Linked DNA regions of Pan troglodytes: region 2 is linked to region 1. A link is a contact called in public HiChIP or PLAC-seq data. All regions are on one chromosome and are shown on one strand. Each heading gives the region's core, a stretch centred on a gene start, on an enhancer-like site or on the middle of the called end of the contact. The rest is flanking DNA. Distances are from core to core; before and after follow the strand shown. Region 1 holds the start of TMEM198 (transmembrane protein 198). Region 2 holds the start of STK11IP (serine/threonine kinase 11 interacting protein).

Region 1 (4,955 bases), core at 1,832-4,331:
CAGAGAATGTAGAAACAGGCAGGGGCTGGGAAGTAGTTTTGTTCTGTGATTCTAGTGCTAACTTGTCATTTCTCTGGGCTGTGACTTCTCAGATCCCGTCCCCGTCACTCTGCCACCCCCAGACCTAGACCATACCTGTAACTCCTGGATCTCCTGGTACGTGCGTTCCAGTTCAGCTCGGGCGAAAGCCTTGTGCAGCTGGTACATGTGCACAGGGTCACGCACAGGGTGGGCTGTCAGGGCACTTCGGAAACGAGGGTCCCCCTCCTGCACTGGCTCCCCAGGGCTCAGCTCCAGATGGCTATAGTGCACCCCCTGGGGAGAGGAAGGGAAGGGATCTGTGATGAGCTGGCATTGTCTTCCGTTGTCTCATAGTAAGTGTCTCATCTCCTCAGCCTATGACCTGTTGTGGACTTGCAGTCTGAGGGTTTAAGTCTACCCTGACCAGTTGTGAGTCTGTGTGACCTTCAGCATGCCTCCGCTAGCTCATCTGCGAAATGGGCATGCGTCCTGTCTCAGAGCTGTCCAAGGGCTAAAATAATAACTAACATCAAATGCCTATTATGTACAAGGCTCCCTGATTTTTTCTAATCCTTGTAACAACCCCGAGCAATAATTATTTCCATTGGCACAAAGGAAGATACTGAAGCCCAGGATATTTAGTAATTTACTGGGGGTCACAGAGATAGAAAATAAATGTCCGAATTGGCATGGAAAAGCAGGCCTGTATCTCCAACATCCCTTTGCCTCTCAGAGGGATTTGAACATGACAAGGAGGTATCAGTGGGATAGCTTATCGTCCCACCTCGTGGTCACCAGTGCAGCCCACCCCGGTGGCATCGAGAATGCAGCGACCCAGCCACTCGTCAGGGCGCGCACTGACGATGTCGTTGCGGCAGCCTTCCAGGTGGGGGCGCAGTTGCTGCAGCAGCATGCGCGACAGCAGCACCCCAAAGCCTCCGTGGCAGTAGCGGCCGGGGGTGGGCTCTCCGCCGATGAAGTCCTGGGGCCGGCCCAGGTACAGGTGGGCGGCGGAGGCCAGGCTGAGGTGGCCAGTTAGGCGTGCCAGGCCGTGCGCCTCGGTGTAGGTGGTGTCAGGCACCAGGAAGAACCAGTCAAAGTCGTCGCCGTGCTGCTCCAGCAGGTGGCGCAGCGCCAGGTGCAGGTGTCCGATGGGTCGCTCCTCGCCCAGCGTCACCACTGCCATGCCAGGTGGGGCCCGGCGGCCCCGTGCGCCCGTCAGGAACACCACACGCTCCAGCCGGTGCCCCAGCGTGCGATTCACGGCCACGCCCAGCGTGGGCAGCGTGGCCTGAGAGGTCAGCACCGCCACCAGCAGCCTCTGCCTGATGCCCAGCTCCGTGCTGATGTAGCGGGTCCTAGGGGAGGAGATGGCACAAGCTTATCAAAAAGACAACGGGGCGGGGGGTGGGGGGAGTGGTCAGCACAGACCCTGGCAGGTCACATCTTCTCTGTATCTGTTTTCTCACCTATGAATAGGTTAAAAATAAACCCTCTCTCCCAGGGGTCATGAGGATTTAAACGAAATGGTCTTAAACAGGTAGTGCTTTGCATTTGGGAGATGGCAATACCCACCCAGATAGGAGAGAGATATTGTGGGTCTGACTCCGGGGTTCGCTACTTAGTAGTTATGTCCTTGAGCATGTTATTTAACCTGAGCCATCTGTAAAATGGGACTGATTATATCTGTTTAAAGCACCCAGCCAAACGCTGGACACACCATGTATCTACTCATTTCTATATAAATATGCCATTATGCCACAAATGCCTCACATAAATGATATAAAGAAACGTTTGGCATAGGGGTGTACTGAGTGTTTTTGCGGGGAGGGGCAAACTGCACTCAGGGGCTCTAGGAACTTACCTTTTGGTAAGGCAGAAGGTAAATTGCAGAACCAGCATTTGAACCCAATGTTACTTAGAAGTTATTTCAACTCATCAGCAGAGACATTAATGAGATAGGTACATTCCTCCCTCCCCCATCTCACCCTGAGGTGGCCCTTGTAACCCACTCAGGAACAAGAGATCCAGGTAAATCCTAGTTCTCTCCTTTCTCTTTCCCTGTCTCTATACACTCACCCTATATACAAATCATTTCTCTAACACCAGCAGCCCAGCCAGGGAGCTAGTAGGATCTCTGGGGTGCCATCGGGTCGAGCCAGTTTAGGACAGAGATTAGTAAGTTCAGCCCAGGCCGGGATAGGGCCCAGAGAAAGTCTCGGACTGGCCCCACGGCTCTCGGGAAGGCAGGGCCATCGGAAGTTATCGGGGCCCAAAGACTTCCTGGCTCGCCAGCCCCTTCCTTCCGGAGCCCGACCCGGGCCCGGGCGACTTCCCCGCGCGCTTCCCGGCCGCTGCCCAGGGGGTAGAGCGGGCGCAGCCGATCACTACCTGACGGCCTTTTTGGCGGCCTGGCCGGGCTGTGCGGGGTGGTAGGGCAAGACGCGCGGCTCCCAATTCTCCCCGGCGCCTTCGCCGGCCCCGGGCTTCTCGCGCTCCGCTCCGGGCTGCACCGAGTTGGGCCGGCGCGCCGCGTTGGTGTTGCCGCGCGGCGGCAGCTCAGAGTCTCCAGTTTGGGGCGGGCCTGGGCCACACGGCTCCTCCACCCAGGTGACGCTGAGCAGGCTCAAGGTGAAGCCCAGGGAGATGCCCACGGCCACGGGCCCTGCGGGCCGCAGCACCGACAGCAGCAGCGATGCCCGCATGGCGCCCGGACCGCGGGTCCCGGGCCCCGGCGAAGCCCCAGAGCAGCCAGAGGAGGCTCCGAGGGGGCGGGACCGGGGAGGGGGCGGATCCGGAGGGCTCGGGCCCCGCGGGCGGGCCCGCTCCCTCCCCGCAGAGCAGAGCCAGCGGCCCGAGCCGAATCCCCGGAGCCGCGCCTCGATTCCCCTCCAGCAGCTGCTCTGGGCTGCGCAGGGTTCTTGCGCTCGGCACTGGAGCCTCAGCCGCGGCCGCAGCTGTCCGACGTGTCACTGCAAGGGCCCCGCCCCCGGGGTGGGGTCTCGGGCTCTCGCTACCGGAGAGGGAGGAGAAGTGGGAGGTTAAAGGGGAAGGACCCCCGGAAGTGCCCCCTCCTCAGTGCGGGAGAGGGAGACGCCGGGGGCGGAGTCCCCTGCCTCCCGCGGCGTGGTTGGTGCGTCCCAGGTGACGTCAGAAGCAGCCCGCCCCTGCCTGGATGGTGCGCCGAGTGACGTCAGGAGCAGAGGCCGGAGCTGTCCATCAGCACCAAAGGCCGCGGGCGGGCTCAGGGCATGGGGCCGCGGTTCTGGGGCGGCCCGAGCCCCGGCTCCTGCGCCTTCCCCTTCCTCAGGCCCAGCCCGAGTTCCTGGACGTCGCGGGACTGGAGTGCCAGCCGGTGTTGGACGTGGAGCGGCGCCACCACCGCGCCGACACCATTCTCTCCGGCCCAGCAGCCCCCTTCCTCGCACGACGGACTTTCCCTGGACCCCAGTCAGTTGGAGCCTCTGGCGCCCCGCAACCCCGGCCCCTCGGGCCTCTGCACAGCCTCTTTCACTCAGAAGCTCAGGTCGCCTCCAGCCCAGGTAAATCTTGGACAATCCCATATTGAGCCGCCCACAGATGAATCTCTTGGCTGCCTCCTTCTCACTGGCAGCACTCTCCCTTCATCCCCCCTGACTCCCGTCCCTCTTTTAACTTCATCCCAGCCTCCACTAGCCAGGCACTTTTGTTTCCCTTTGTCTTTGCTCCCCACTCCAGAGATGCTTCCAGAGCTGCACAAATGTGGATACCACTCCTTTGTCCACTGTCCTTGCTGAGTTCTCCCAATCCCTCTCCCACCCCCATCCTGGTGGGGACCCAGGACTCCTCCGTGACCCCAACTTTCCCTCTGTCAGGTTAACTTGGGAGGGTGACTCCCTTCTATTCCCAGCACTATGCCGGGGACTGTGGCAACACTGCGGTTCCAGCTGCTGCCCCCTGAGCCAGATGATGCCTTCTGGGGTGCACCTTGTGAACAGCCCCTGGAGCGCAGGTACCAGGCACTGCCGGCCCTCGTCTGCATCATGTGCTGTTTGTTTGGAGTCGTCTACTGCTTCTTCGGTGAGATCCCCATCTCATCCCTCACCTGGGCTCCCCAGTGTTTCCCCGAGTTCTTTTTCTGGGCCCCCAAGTCTTCTCTGAATCCCTCTACCATCATGAATAATTCTTCCTTTTCTTTCATCCCACACATTTATAGATTGTCTAGACTCTAGATTATAGGAAAAACAGGTTTTTGGATTAGGCACACCTGAGTGTGAATTTACTTAGCTTTGCAGTTACTAATTGTGATGTCTTGGGCACATTAATCTGTCTGAGCCTCAGTTTTCTCATCTGAACAATGATCACAATATTTGTCTCATGTAGTGTTGTGAGAATTAGTAAGCATTCAATAAATTGTAGCTATTGTGGTGAGGATGTGTTTGGGTAACTGTGCTAGGTAGCCACTGAAAACACTTAGCAGGGTTATTACACATGGTCCCTTACCACAGGGCATACTGTCTGACAGGGAGGAGACTCCCTGGAGCATTTACACCCGGGATACATATTAGAGTGGGCTGGATGGTGGTCACACACATCCATCCAGCCTACAAGGCAGGCTCCGGTAATCAGAGCTGCTGTGAATACTTACACAGGACGGGTACTAAATAAGGGAGCTCAGCTGAGTGGGCAAGTGGGGGCTAAAGTCCAGCTCATGCTCTACCTGACAAACTCTGGGCCTTGGCACAAAGCTGCTTTGCCTAGAGAAAGGCACACCTTTTTCTAATATGCATAAAGGTGCCAGATGGGCTAGTGGCCCAGTATAATGGGAGTAAGTGACCAGTGGCTTTGCAGCAAGAGTTACAGAACTTCAGAGAGGAGAGTCAGCTCTATGGGCTGAGGGCCCACAGAAAGCCTCCAGGAGAATTGTAGGTGAGTGGGACCAGTGGGGGCAAATG
Region 2 (4,955 bases), core at 1,011-3,510, 54 kb after region 1:
GTTTCTGAGAAGCAAAGGGATATAGAGCAAACCTGGCTACAGGGGCTACCCATGTGGGTGGAGCAATTCTCAGAAAATAACTATGGGTTGAAAAGGCATGGCTGAAACAGATTTCAAGACACTGCAATGTCAGTGACTTGAAAAGAATCTGTTTCTTGCCTAAGAGGGGTAGAGTTGGCAGTTACTGTTTGGGAGAATCTGCCCTTCTAAGTTCCAGGTGATTAATAAACAGGGACTGACAATTGTCAGGTTATGGGATTAATAATTCAACAAAATATACTGAGCTTTTACTCTGACTTTATATTTGCATACTAGTTAGCTGTTGTGGGGGCTGAAAAGTTGTGATGCCTTTCTTCCACATCATAAGGGTCAGAGCTCGTATAACAAAAGATAGGTTAAGAGAAAAATCTAAAATAAACTAAGAAGTTTATTTAATCAAAGTTTTACATGACATGGGAGCCTTCAGAAATGGCTACCCAAAGAGCCAGGGAAAACTTGCTTTTAATGCTTAGATTCTATGAAAAATGGACAGCCTGCAGTAATGTGGTTGGGCAAAAAGTGTGCCACTTAATAGTAACAGACAGCAGCTGGAAACCCAACAAGGTCTTTCTGTGTAGCATTCCTTCCTCCCAGGTATGAGGCAGGATCTCTTCCAGAATGAGGGTCTTACGGCCTACTATCAGACAAGGTAGGCCAGAGAAGTTCTTTACGGCCAGCTTGTTTTTTGGACTGAGTTTCCCTCCTGTTGCCCAGTCTGGAGTGCAATGGCGTGATTTCGGTTCACAGCAACCTCTGTCTCCCGGGTTCAAGCGATTCTCCTGCCTCAGCCTCCCGAATAGCTGGGATTACAGGCATGCACTACCACGCCCGGCTAATTTTGTATTTTTAGAAGACACAGGGTTTCTCCATGTTGGTTGGGCTGGTCTCGAACTCCCGACCTCTGGTGATCCGCTGGCCTCGGCCTCCCAAAGTGCTGGGATTACAGGCGTGAGCCACCGCGCCAGGCCACGGCCAGCTCTTACGTAGAAAGGTGGGGGAAGTTTAGGTTTTATGGCTGGCTTTGGGGGAGAGGGCTTCTAGTTTCTGTGACTCATCTTGGGGAAGAGGAATTCCGGTTTCTATGGCTTGCCTTGGGGAAGAAAGAAGGCTGGGAGACAGGAGGGCAGGAAAAGGTCGGAGAGACTGTGCCTGAGGCCTTCCAGTCTCTTTTAGTTCAAAATAGTCAGCACACCAAAGCGCCGTATTTTGGGGTATTGTTTTTCTGAGCTCAACACTGCTTCGGATGTATCTCCACTTACTTTATTTAACCTAAAAGGCTTTCAGCTCAGAGCACAAGTAGTATGCCATGAATGCGAAATTGTGTGGTTCAAATATTCAAAATATTTGAAATATTTGCCATTTCAAATATTTTGTCTTTAGAAAATAAAATCTTTCAAATCTGGCAACTGGGGATAAAGATGACTATGACCCTATTCCTCCTTTCAACTGGCTTAGGATTCATTTTGATTTTCCTCTGTAGAAATGGGGCGCTTCATGAAAGAAACTCTCCCTGAAAACCAGGAATTCTGTTAAAAGACCTTTTTGCTAATCTAGTTCAGTAGTTGACGTTAGCATTTGACGGGGAGCCTGGTGAAAGCTATCATGAGAATTCGGAAGCAAGAAACTGGCAGTCCTGGCGCTACTGGTTACTAATTGAACGAACTTCGCAAGTAACCTAGCCTCTGTGAACCTGTTCTCATTTTCAAACGCGGTTGAATAACTACTTTTCAACTAGGATGTTATGAAAGGTAATAGGGTAAAGACAAAGGACTAGGTTCGCGTGGAGCCCAGTACTGCTGAAGGAAAGATACACGAGTTTGGAGGGAGTCTAAGGAAAAGGAGGCAAAGGACCCCGGAGGTTATATCCTCGGTAGCCTCAGCTTTTACACGATCTAAGTCCATCCTACGGCGAATACGCTCTCCTTTCACTGGAAAATGACTGTTTGCTTTGAAAAAATTTTTATCTAACAAAGCTCCATTTCTCTAAACTTTGCTTCCCCGCCCAGTTTGCAAACGAGTCAGGGTTTCCTCACCGGCGCGGTAGGCTCGCCGAAAGCCAAGCGGGAGCCCCAGGCTGCGCAGGGCGGGGGAATAATGGGAGCCCAGCTCCGGGCCAGGAAGCCCAGGGAACCACTGCAGCCACCACCGCGGTCAGGAGACAGCCCCCGCACCGCCCCTTTTCGATTCGTTTGCATAACCTACGGCGCGGTTTCCGGCGGCAGAGGCATGTTTTCCGGTCGTCCCTTGGCTCGCTTTTCTTCCGGGGCGGGACTTCCTTTCCATCATTGATAGGCGCCGGGCAGCTGAGCTGGTAGGAGGACCAGACGGGGAGGTTCGGTATGTCTGACCAGGACTTATGTTCCTCGAAAGGGCGGCCAGGAGGATGCTCTTCCTCTCTTTCCTTGCTCGCCTTTTTCTCCGCATGACGCCTCGGTTTGCGCGGACGCCGTGGGCTTTTGGCACTACCGCCCACCTGAGGCTCTTCCGCTTCCTCTTTCCCCCCCAGGCTCCGCCCCCCAGCGTCCCGTGGCCATGACGACCGCTCAGAGGGACTCCCTGGTGTGGAAGCTCGCGGGGTTGCTGCGGGAGTCCGGTGAGTGGACTTCCGGTTGGGCTGGGCCTCGGACCTCGGACGAGGTAGGGGTGGTGCTTTCTGGAGACACGCCCTGAGAGTCATGGAGTTACGACTGGTAGGGTCACCAGGTGTCAGAGTTCAATTTCTTTACTTTTCCCAGGTTTGTTCGCCCGTACAGTGTCCTTTGCCTGTGATAGCCTAAACTCTAGCCGTCTTTTGAGGCCAAAGGGCGGTATCCCTCCCTCCGTGCCTTCTGACACTGTCAGAAGGAAGTGATCATTACCTGACTAAAAGCCCCTCAGGACCAGGGACTGATCTCGATCATAATCATTATTGTGTAGCAAGGTACTAAGTACAGTAGATAGAAGCACGAGATTTGGAGTCGGACCCACTTGGGTTGGAATATCAACCCTCTTTCAAACTTGCCATACTGTTTCCTGAGGCTCAGTTTTCCTCACAGATTGGCATAGTGATTGTACTTAACATTTGTGGGGATTCGTTTTAATTCATGTATTTAGTACAATGCCTGCAAGTATAGTAACTGCTTACAGTTGGGAGCTATTGTTATTGTAATGATTTCCCTGATGCTTGGCACTGTGCCTGGGCATAGTGGAGCCACAGTAGTTGTTGAATACTTGGTTGGCATTAGTTGTGGTAGAAAAAGCCTTGGCTTTGAGATCAGATAGGAGAAGTAACTTCCTACCAATTATATGATCTCCATCAAGATTTTTCACTTTTTTGAACCTCAATTTTCATATCTGTAAGATGGGGTTAATAGTGCTTCTCTTTGAGAGATTCTGAGAAGGTTTGAATGAGATACCAAAGTCATCTGGTACATACTACAGTTAATGTTAGCTGTCCTCCATCACTCCATGCTCCTATTGACGATATCTGTGGAAGCTCTCTTTATAGCAGTTTTCTTTTCTTTCTTTTCTTTTTTTTGAGACAGAGTCTTGCTGTGTCACCCAGGCTGGAGTGCAGTGGCGCAATCTCAGCTCACTGCAACCTCCACCTCCTGGGACGAAGTGATTCTCCTGCCTCAGCCTCCTGAGTAGCTGGGACTACAGGTGTGCACCACCATGACCGGCTAATTTTTGTATTTTTAGTAGAGACAGGGTTTCACCATGTTGGCCAGGTTGGTCTTGAACTCCTGACCTCAAGTGATTAACCTGCCTTGGCCTCCCAAAGTGCTAGGATTAAAGTCGTGAGCCACAGCACCTGGCCAGTAGCAGTTTTATTTCCTGGCTTGTATTGATAACTTTGCAAATGTCTTATATCCTTCTCTGGGAGGAGACAACTAGGAGGCCCTTTGAACGTGGGAAGAGTCCTTGAACCATGTCTGTATCTATCCTCAGTGTCTAGTACATACAGAATCCTTCATGTCAGGTTGTAGGACTTGTTAATTTATTCAGTGATGAATAGTGGGTGTGTGAATGTGTGACTACAAGGAGGTAGCAGGAGAAGAGCTTTGTGGCAGCAGAATAGTTTTGTATCTTGATTGCGTGGCTGCAGGAATTTATATAAACAGCATATAGCTATATATACATATTGTACCAACATCAGTGTCCTGAATTTTTTTTTTTTTTTTTGAGACGGAGTCTCGCTCTGTCACCCAGGCTGGAGTGCAGTGGTATGATCTCGGCTCACTGCAACCCCTGCCTCCCTCCCAGGTTCAAGTGATTCTTCTGCCTCAGCCTCCCGAGTAGCTGGGACTACAGGCATGCACCACCATGCCCTACTAATTTTTGTATTTTTAGTAGAGACGGGGTTTCACCATATTGGCCAGGCTGGTCTTTAACTCCGGACCTCGTGATCCACCCGCCTTGGCCTCCCAAAGTGCTGGGATTACAGGCGCGAGCCACCGCGCCTGCCCTTTGTTTTTTTTTTTGTTTGTTTGTTTTTTTTTTTTTTTTTTTTGAGATGGAGTCTACCTCTGTCGCCCAGGCTGGAGTGCAATGGCTCAATCTCGGCTCACTGCAACCTCTGCCTCCTGGCTTCCAGCTGTTCTCTGGCCTCAGCCCCTCGAGTAGCTGGGATTACAGGCGCATGTCGCCATGCCCAGCTGAGAATATTTGTATTTTTGGTAGAGACGAGGTTAGAGTCGTAGAATAATTTTTTGTGTTTTTAGTGGAGACAGGGTTTCACCATGTTGGCCAGGTTGGTCCTGAACTCCTGACCTCAAGTGATTAACCTGCCTTGGCCTCCCAAAGTGCTGGGATTACAGGCCTGAGCCACGGCGCCCAGCTCAGTGTCCTGACTTTGATATTGTACTATAGCTATATAAAATGTAACCATTAGGGAAAACTGGGTAAAGGATACAAGGGACCTTTCTGTACTATTT

What was found. HiChIP or PLAC-seq counts read pairs in DNA pulled down with a chosen protein or histone mark.
Region 2: an H3K4me3 HiChIP or PLAC-seq map of stem cell-derived excitatory neurons shows a contact between it and region 1, with 5 times the contacts expected there. The contact joins the promoter of STK11IP here to the promoter of TMEM198 in region 1. A contact is called at or near these places in 1 of 7 Hi-C or Micro-C datasets (stem cell-derived neural progenitor cells) and 1 of 1 datasets of contacts at active chromatin or transcription factors (stem cell-derived excitatory neurons).

Annotation. Positions count from the first base shown.
Region 1 is chr13:121,802,457-121,807,411 of NHGRI_mPanTro3-v2.0_pri, forward strand. TMEM198 (transmembrane protein 198) reads left to right here and starts at 3,082. Exons shown (of 5, transcript XM_009444387.4): 1 at 3,082-3,563; 2 at 3,911-4,080. The coding sequence starts at 3,915. It overlaps CHPF (chondroitin polymerizing factor), which reads right to left and starts at 3,162. Exons shown (of 4, transcript XM_003309469.6): 1 at 2,413-3,162; 2 at 806-1,379; 3 at 136-315. The coding sequence starts at 2,726.
Region 2 is chr13:121,857,092-121,862,046 of NHGRI_mPanTro3-v2.0_pri, forward strand. It overlaps STK11IP (serine/threonine kinase 11 interacting protein), which reads left to right and starts at 2,261. Exons shown (of 25, transcript XM_009444388.5): 1 at 2,261-2,350; 2 at 2,546-2,632. The coding sequence starts at 2,572.